2 separate regions of the Aphis gossypii genome follow, and region 1 is linked to region 2. The links are chromatin contacts, called in public Hi-C maps. All regions are on one chromosome and are shown on one strand. Each heading gives the region's core, a stretch centred on a gene start, on an enhancer-like site or on the middle of the called end of the contact. The rest is flanking DNA. Distances are from core to core; before and after follow the strand shown. Region 1 holds the start of LOC114122485 (clathrin light chain). Region 2 holds the start of LOC114122473 (ras-related protein Rab-39B).

Region 1 (4,915 bases), core at 2,242-4,741, 200 kb before region 2:
TGCACAGACATGTACAAAATATACAAAAACTATTTTTAGATTCTGATAGGAGTGATGAATGTGTTGATTTTTGATTGGGGCTTTTTTTTTATTTTGGGTGAAGACACTTTTTCTAATAAAAAATGTTATCTAGTTTGTACTTTGGTAGGCCGAAATAAGTAGAAAATGTTCAGTACTATTTGAAATTATTGGGAGGGGAAGGTATACAAATATTTGTTAAAATTATGACTGAAATAATAGTTTAGTAACAGTGGTTACCAAAAATTTAGATTGTCTCCATTCAGAATCGTTTTTTGTAGATGGTAATAGCCAATATGTATATCATTAAATTTAAATTTATTATATCAATTACTGCATTATAGTGACCAAATCTACTACAAGATATTATACTTAACACTATACAGCAGAGCAATTATTTGCTTACAGACTTTTTTTAAAATTAAATCATTGAAAAGTAAGATAAGAGACATATTATTAAGATAACTAAAAAGAAAGGCTCTAAATATATTCACTTAAAAATTATAAAAATAAGCATTTATGAACCAAAAATGGTTAAAAATAGTTAACCATAAACACCATACTTCAAAAAAGTATGAATTACTTTTTGGTAATATAAAACAATTTATAACATTTATAATAAATTAATAACTAAGTAAGAAGACCTAACTTGCCTTTTTGCTTTTATTTTTAGTAACTTAACATAGTTTTTACTTAAGTTAGAAAATAATGCTACATGCCATTAAAACGGAATGACTTTAATGTGGTAAAATATGATCTAACTGTACAGTGTTGGAATATGATGTAAAAAAAAAAAATAGTATTTTCAATCATACTTTTATGAAACATATAATGTGCTTAATTCACAGCAAATACAATCAACTAGTTACTAAAAAATATACAAATGTTAACAAATCCAGCCCCTAATAGTAAGATCAAAATCATAAAATACCCTCTTTAAATTAAAAAATATACCGGATAATTCTTTAATTGAACTCATTATTTCAAAATCTAATAGCGGTTTATAATTTTTTACATAATTTCTAATCAAAATTAAACACTTTTGTTTTACATAAACATTTTTTATTTCATATTTTGATATATAAAAATCAAGATGTGAACAAATAGGTAATGAGTAATTAGTATTTTAAGCATTGTTAAACAAAGCAGTAGATCGACATTTTACGGGTATCCCTATACTTCTCTACTTCTTCACTTGATTCACTTAAACTTTCAATACTTTTAACTCATAAACTATTAATCCAGTTTTTAATTTTTATGTATTAAAATACTCAACAAAATGTTCTGCTTCAGAAGTTTTGTAAAAAAAATGACTATCAAAACCATTAATAGATTACGAAATAACGAGTGATTGACAAAAGAATAGTTTTGTATGTTAAATTTTTGAAGTAATATTTTTATTTAAAAGTAATAAAGATTTGTATAGAAATATAACAATTAATAATTATTTAAATTTCTAAAGAAAAGTAAAATTGACTAATTAATTAAATTATAGAAGTTAGGTACATTTTATCATGGAGCACAGAACTATAAAAAGGAATCAACTCGTAACTAAAAAAAATTGCAATTGCAACAGTTTTATAAAATAAATCTCTATAATACATTCTCAACATAAAATATAACCAATTAGTTTTTGATTTATTTATTTCTAACCAAATTGAAGCTACTCAGTAATGTTTTAATTTTTAACTACATAATAATATAAACATATCCATTCTAATAAAAGGCCATCTTAAATCAAATTGTAAATATACAAAACTACAACTTTAACTTAATGCAATAAAACAAAAATAAATTTATATCCATATGTTAGGAATACATATAAGGTGCATTTTCAGCCTTTTACTTACCATCATCACTATTTGTAGCTGTAAAACCATTTGTTAATCCATTTTCTAGGTCAAAGGAAAAAAAAACAAAACAATAATAAAACAACACTTGCAAATAATAAAAGAAAAAAGCATTACAGAAATTGGCGTAACTAGACTTCTACTCGAATAAGAACTTGGGGTTATATTAAATAAAAATTGGTAGTTAAAGTGAATGATAAACACATACAATAATTTGGCTTGATCTCGAGAAATAATTTAGAAATTGATTCTAAGAACTCCAAGCTATCTAGTTGCGCCAACAATTCTATATATAATATTAAAATTATTAGGTATTAGGTAGGGGTACATTCTTACTCATTTTTTTTTTTTTTTAAAGAAGTAATTACAATTTTTTTTTTAATGACAAATTGCTTCAATAAGTAATTTATATTCTTTATTACTTTAATTATAAAAACAAGAATAAAAATTTATTTTTTTAATGTCAAGGAACCAATAGGTAATTAATATTATACAAATTACGTTTTTCTATTCTTCAAAATAGTTTTTAATAGTTACATTAAAACAGACAATTAGTTTTAACTAAACTTTAATACATGACTCTGTTAGTATTAAAATTAAGTGTTTTATTTTTTAATATTATAAAGTATTTATCATAATTAAATTTCATAAAAATTAAGAAACCTACAATTAATGAAATGTCAATACATAAATGGTTTAAATAAATAGTACTTAAGTCTTAGGACAATTATTAAACATTGATATATTTTGTTTGAATGAACTTTAAATCTAACAACTCACCGTTCACAGAGTTAGTTAACTGGTTTTCTGCACTATCAATTATTTCAAAGCTGCTTCCTGAACCTAATCATACATACAATTCATAGCATGCAGAAAAAAAAATAATATAAAGACATGAATAAAAAGCTTCACAAAGCAGGCAAGTGATGACTATTATATTCTGCTAGTCGAGATTATTAGTAGTTACCGTTTGATAAGGTTTGGGTGACACCGATCGGTACATTGGGTGTGTTGAGATCGTCTTCTAAGCCCGCCAATTGAGTTTGTTCGCGAGCTAGAAATTCTGCGGCTGGATCGACATCGTTATCGTCGAAATTGTCACCAAAGTTATCCATCACTTCAAACTGTTCGAAAAATAAAATATATGAAATACCTAGATAGAGGTGTAACAGTATTTTATAACAATAAATGATCGAGATGTTCGGTGTAAAAATAATGTAAGGGCCGAACCGATTGAACTGTAGTCTGTAATAATATTTAGAGATAAGATAACGAATAATAACGACGACAGATGAATAGAAATAAAATTGCCAATAAAGGCGTATTTCGATATTGAATTCCCCTGCGACTCGACGATGACGTGTAAAAATAGGCAGCAGACTTACGTTCAGAAATCCGTTCTTCGATCGAATTATTAATGTTCAACGACCGTTCGTAGTCAGTCGTACGCGTACGGAGTCTTTTGACAAACGGCAGAAAAATTAAAACTGTAAACGGGTTAAACGATTATTATGGACGGAACTTAGTGACTACTGACAAGAAAACAAGATCGAATGCGAGTGTCGGGTGGCACAGGGGCACAGGCACTGTCAGTGAGCACTGTGTGGTGGGCAGGAGTGCAGACGAACGCAAGATTAGAGTGATTATAATCGTGCTGATAAATACGAATATTTGATAATATGGGTCACAACCAATTCACCCAAATTTTTTTTATCCGAATTATTAATACTCCCAATATAATTTTCTTCCGGAAGTTCCAATTAAGACTTAAGTTACTCGCAAAATCATTGCCCCAATAAAAGCCATTTTATTCGATGGTGCCAAAATGTTGAGATAATATTATTTTAATGCGACGAAATTATTATTAATTAGTTTATTTGTTGATAATATGTTCTATTATTATTCTTAGGACGGTCTTACTCTATGATTTATGGTGTTTCGGGAAAAACATTATTGTTTAGAAACGTACGTTGGAAAATGTTTATATTTTGGTCGGTTTCTTATTTGGTTAAATCAGATTTTGGAAGAAAATTTATTTTCAATAATAACCAAGTTTAGAGTAATAATTATTGGGACAATTATTGTTATTTAGAAACGAACGTATTTGTAAAGTGAGAATTAGATACCCTAAAATATTTATAGTAAATTAGTAAATTATATTAATTCGTGACTAACACTGTTATCGCTAGCGGCTTCTTATATTTGGCCGCGGAAATAGAATTCATAATACCATATCCTACGTCCGAATATATTGGTATTTTAATATATTAGTTGGATTTGGGTTTCGGGGAAACAATTTTGGAATGTTTTAGTGAAGTATAAAAAATGTTATGATATATTTAGGGAACTAATTATGCCAATCATCGGTTGATTAGGAAACGTACTATATTCCATATCTACTACCTATATATATTTTATATCTTTAAAAATTATTAACAAAACTAAAAAATTAAAACCAATATATTATGCATTACCTTTTTTTTTTTATTTTTTGAAAAAAGCAAAACTAGCTAAAAACTTAAGCAAATGCATAAAAAAATAGTTCATGGGGGATATGACATTCCCATCCCCCTAGAGCACGCCCTTGATTGAGTAAACAAAAAAGCAATACAGAGATTTTAGAACTATTGCATTATTGAAATCGGAACATATTCTACTAACATTGAAGACGATTTATTCATGATATGTATAGTGATCATAGAACTATAAGGAAGAGTCAAAATATTTACTAAGGTCATTAATACTAGTAATAATAATAATAACTCTAGCCAATCAATGGTATTTAAATAATATTTATAACTTTGAGTTATGTACTTTTTTGAATATGTCATAATTTTACATTTTCTAACATTAAAATATAGTTCATTAAGAACACACTATTGGTAGATTGAGGTGTAATGTTTATTAGATTACTAGATTTTTAGTAGTATAATAAATAAATCTATGTATATTGATACTAGTAAATACATAAAAATTGAAAACCTATTACAAAAATAGTGTTTATATTTGACATTTTATACTTAATAACTTAAATTATACATAATATT
Region 2 (5,331 bases), core at 1,181-3,680:
CATCTTTGTCAGCAAGCAATAAGACAGTGTATGTTGACATTTGGAAATAAATTATAGTAATTTATTATTGAGTAAGACAGATAGTTTATACAAAGCTTAATTGTAAAACATTCATATTAAAAAAATATAATTATGTGCAAAAAAATTATACATTTATATATATATATAAAATAAACTATAGTTTACAATAATTCATAGAATACTAGTCTTGTACCATTCTCCTAAATGTAGCTTAAATATTTACCTTAGGTTAATATTTGTCAATATAAACATTTAAAAATTTAAAAATTAAAAGTCATCAAAGCCTAATGTTTGTTTCATAAAATTGTTATTCAGTTAAAGATAAAAAACAAAAAAAAAAGAATAAAAGCTTGTTAAGGGGATTCAAGTTTTAACAGCATGACTTAGCTGGTTCAGCCTCAATATAGTTATTGAAATCAATGCTAGCTGAATGATGTGAATAACCACTTTTAATGCCATCCCAGCCTTCTTCCATTTGGTATTCACCACTTTTTATCCTCTGATAAATCTAAAAAAATAATATTCAATAAACAATAGATATTAAGACTATTATTTTGCCTATTTATTGATATTACATTTATTAAAAGGCCTTGAAAAGAAAATAGTAAAGTTACGCATAATATAAATCATAATCAATTTGTGAATAAATTAATAATTACTTCTTGGGTAATAGCAGAAAATGCCAATTCAACATTAGAACCTGTTTTTGCTGATGTTTCAACAGTGAATATATTATGTTCTGCACCAAATTGTTTGGCTTCTTCTTCAGTCACTTCCCTTTTACTAGCACCATTATTTACCTATGTAAAATAAACAAATAAACTACATAGTATTGATAATTATTTACAAATTATTTACACTTTTAATAATTCATATTTAGATAGATAAATTTGTACATAAAATATACTGGTTAATATTTGTTGATAGATTTCATTATTATTTATTTTTTGATTTCCATATAAATTAAATATTTAGTCATGATAATATCTTCAAAATACTGTTACAATTTTTATTCAATATTATTTTAGTAAAATTATCATGAAACTTTTCTTATTAATATACCTATTACTAAACTTAGAAGATAACCTTGAAACCCTTGTAATCTTAAACTTAATCAATTTAGAATAATTTATCAGAGTTTAACAGAACATATATTATAATTAATAAAGGCAATTAGATGTAATAAAACACTTCTATATTATAAAAGATGTGTACTATACTTTAACATTCATTTTTAGATGAAAATTTAAGAGAAAATAAGTATAATACAGTATTACATTTTTAGTATATAGATGCAAAATTGTTGTAATAATAATAATAATAAAGAAAAACAAGTTATGTTAATTAGTTATTATTGTCTGCTACAATTAAAGTAGTTGTATACAATAGTTTTAAAATTTGAATTCTGTAAAAACAAAATACCTACACAAAAAACCTTTTATATATTAAGTACTTTTAAATTGTTTTTTTAGAATGTATACTTGTACATAGATATTTTAAAAATTACCAGATCTAATTTGCACCCAACTAAGACAAATACTGGTCGATGAGGTTCAATGTGTCGTTTGGCATCGTTCATCCAAACAGGTATGTGTTCAAAACTAGCTCGTTTTGTTATGTCATATATTAACAAAGCACCTACTGAATTTCGATAGTAGGATTTTGTAATTGATCTATTAAATACAAAATATAACCATTGACGGCATTAAGTCAACAAGAACAATAATAAAAACAAAAACAATTCGTTCTTACTTACCTAAATCTCTCTTGACCAGCTGTATCCCAAAGCTGTAATTTTATTCGTGGACCACTGGGTATTTGTATTGTTCTAGCAAAAAAATCAACGCCAACTGTCGGATCAGACACCTGGTATATAACATTAATAATAATAAAATAAAACCAATTTATGCAATGAACATTAAGTTATTTTTTAACAAAGCTTTTACCTCGACGAATTTACCGTCGTTGAAAAATTTTAACAGTGAACTCTTGCCCACTGTACTGTCACCGATCAGTATCAAACGGAACTGATAGTCAAACATCAAGTCAGCCATATTGTAGAACGTGAACGAAACTATGAACGTGGGTTCGAAATAGTTCGGAAAACAAAATCGTTCTAATTCAATTCAATCGGATGACTAATAATGAAAATTATTAGTCAATTGAAATACAAATTCTTCGACAAAAACTTACGTAACCATCACTGAACTTGCAGGTATATAAAGAGTTACAAAGTATACTGTTGACAATTGAATTGTTTCTTTGTACGTACACACTTCACATGTGTATTAAAAATAACTAATAACTGCGACGTAGGTAAGACGAGCAGTCAATGATTTTTTTCCTTTATCTAGAGAAGTTATTATGCATTATGTAAATATCGCGACAGCCAATAGATAATACTGTTTGGTTCGTCCTTGTGGTCCTATAGTAGTTGTTCTTTAATGATATTATATTATTTTATCATCATTTTCCCCTCCTTATGTTTTTATTCTATGGTATTACACCCAACCCCGCAAACTCATAACGTTTCCCCATTCATGGGTCACCAGCTGCTGCTGTCCTCTCTCTCTTTGGGTTGTTCTGTAAATCGGGTAACTGGTATATTGATTCCGGGCGTTTCGGTATAATAATTTTTTTTTATAAATTGGCGGGCAACAAGTCGATCAAACCACCAATATTGTTCTGTGGTCAAACTACAGTACTAGCCACGAACCAACTCTTTAATCCGACATACTGACCTTATTATATAAACTCAATTAATAGGTAATTAATAATTATTATAAGGTTAAAGTTCTGGCACCATTGTGAAACACCGATGGACATTTATTACTTAACAATTATTTACAAATGTGAAGTTGACCTACTCATTTAGCATTTTAGCGTATGGGTGTCCAAATCTTCAAAAATATTTTTCAAATATTAAATAATTAATTAGTAATTTTCCAGTTGTCTTTTTCACAATACCATTTTTAAAATTCATTATTTGATTTTTGTGCCTACGTTTTTTGTGGATTAGACAAATAATTGTGCATAGGTACTATGAAAAGTATTTTTAAAGTTTAGCACAACTTAATGCTAGTGAATTATATTCTGAGTTAAAAATGATTGACACATCATAACCTAATAAAAATAACTTTTGATTTATTTATTATTTATTTTTGTATAAAAAATGAATATTTACAAATATTTGTACAAAGAAATACAACAATAATATACACGTAATATGTATAACTATAGTAAAGGATACATTGGTTGTTAACTTGAAATGAATGGGTCATCCAGTGACACTAATTTAATTCGATTAGATCGTTTTCATAAGAAATAATAAAAATGTAGTATTTAAAGTTACAGCTCTACCAGTTCAGCAACATGTCAAAATAGTCATCATGAAATATTCATGTATTATATATAAAATATATACATTTATATAAATTGTCTACAGGTATGGTTTTGTATGATGTATGGTTCAAGAGATAACATAAATTCATAAATTCTATAATATTAAATATTATTATCATTATTCATCACTATCTGAACCTCTGTTGCTTTCTTGTTCACTATTATCAGAGACTGAAGAATCTGAATTGACTTCACTGGCTCCATGTTCTGAGCTTTTTTTACTTCTCATTTCAACATCACTATTATCACTATCTGATCTAGCTTCACTAGACACGCGTTTAACTTTACGTTCTTCTTCACTGTCACCACTTTGAGATGAATCTTTTCTTTTGATATTATCTTCTTCATCAGATTTATCACTATCATCACTTCCAGAACTAACTTTACGATTATTGGGTTTCTTAATACTAGCGTCACTATCAGAATTGACTTCACTAGAAGCTCGTTGACTTTTCTTTTTTTCTTTGTCACTATCAACTGTTTCACTGTTAGCACGCTTAGAGTTAGTTGTAACTTCATCATCATCAGAAGCATCACTATCTGAATCATTCTTTTTAGAATCACCTGAAAACATAAGAAAAAAATTGTTTATATATTCATACGTTATAAATTCATAAATAATAATAAAGAAATTTATTATTATACATGGTCATTTTTTTTTAAATTCTTAAGTATTTTTTTTTATTTATAGAGTAAACTTAAAAGAAAGTACTATGTCAGCTATCAAAGAAGGGTAAATTGAGATTTTTTTTATTCAACTTCTATTATAATGTGGTATTAACTATTAAGTACATTTATAGTGAGATTAAAGGATCACTAGAATAAATTACTTAAATTTTTATAGCAATAATTAAAATAATTACAAAGCATTGATAATTAATTTGAATAAAATTGATTTTATCAAGACATTGGTCGAGATTTTTTTTAAAAATAGATTCTTGCTTATCTTTGTTATACAATCTTAAAACTACTAGAAAATTCTATTTCTAATATACAAGTATTGTTTAATTTTAAATGTATAAATAGTATACTATGTAGTGTGTTGTATGAAACTTTAAAATTTCTTAACTTAGCCAGTGTTTAAACAAAAATCACATACACTTTTAGTGTTTTAATTTGGAGCATTCATTACTAATTTAAAGTTTTCAAAAGTCAAAGTTTAAATAGATTTATGTCATTACCTTTTCTAGAATCATTATCATCATCATCATCATCACTGTCTGCTTTATTTTTAGTTGTAATTTCCTTTGCACTTTCTTTTGCAGCTAAAATAAATAAAAAATACATGTTAATTAACAAAAAAATGTACGCAAGTACTGAAAGTACTCAGGTCAATTACAAAAAAACACTGATTAACTATAATAGTTACTAATATAGTAATCGGCTACAGACGAAAACCTCGTAAGTCGAAATTTTCATTTTTTTTTTTATCTATTAGATGCACTGTATTTTTGGGCACATTTTGATATCATAATATCATATTATTTCCCGCTAATTCCATTTGATATCGTACAAAAACAAATCCTCGTATCTACATTGTTAATATTAAAACCTCGTAACTCGACTTTAACATTATTATTAATTAATATGAACGCCATAATTATATTTTTTTGTTATGTTAAATGTGTTGTATAATGATCCATCACCACAACAGCGTTTATAATAAAGTACACTAAACTAATTTTAAGTTTTTGGTACTGTAAACTAAATAAGAGTAGGTATGTCTTTTTTACCTGACGACGAAATTCAACAGCTCTTAAATAATGCTTATAGTTCAGATGAGGATTATGGTAGTTTTTAAGTTTTATATTATTATATTAATGTTATATTATTTGTATTAATGTGTAAAATTATGATCCTTATTAGAATTTGAGGCTGTAAATATGTGGTTGAAGATAGTCAAAATAT

The links. Hi-C and Micro-C count contacts between places; a contact is called where the count stands out from the background.
Region 1: a contact with region 2 is called in a Hi-C map of whole body, with 2.6 times the contacts expected there. The contact joins the promoter of LOC114122485 here to the promoter of LOC114122473 in region 2. A contact is called at or near these places in 2 of 2 Hi-C or Micro-C datasets (both in whole body).

Annotation. Positions count from the first base shown.
Region 1 is chr1:82,456,316-82,461,230 of ASM2018417v2, reverse strand. It overlaps LOC114122485 (clathrin light chain), which reads right to left and starts at 3,491. Exons shown (of 7, transcript XM_027985158.2): 1 at 3,254-3,491; 2 at 2,836-2,992; 3 at 2,649-2,711; 4 at 1,869-1,913. The coding sequence starts at 2,983. It overlaps LOC114122484 (tuftelin-interacting protein 11), which reads right to left. Exons shown (of 12, transcript XM_027985156.2): 12 at 4,854-4,915.
Region 2 is chr1:82,259,201-82,264,531 of ASM2018417v2, reverse strand. It overlaps LOC114122473 (ras-related protein Rab-39B), which reads right to left and starts at 2,430. Exons shown (of 5, transcript XM_050198873.1): 1 at 1,968-2,430; 2 at 1,778-1,887; 3 at 1,529-1,694; 4 at 681-821; 5 at 32-529. The coding sequence starts at 2,075. The coding sequence ends at 392. It overlaps LOC114122482 (RNA polymerase II-associated factor 1 homolog), which reads right to left. Exons shown (of 11, transcript XM_027985155.2): 10 at 4,605-4,688; 11 at 3,141-3,987. The coding sequence ends at 3,542. It overlaps LOC114122472 (SET and MYND domain-containing protein 4), which reads left to right. Exons shown (of 9, transcript XM_027985147.2): 9 at 1-146. The coding sequence ends at 57.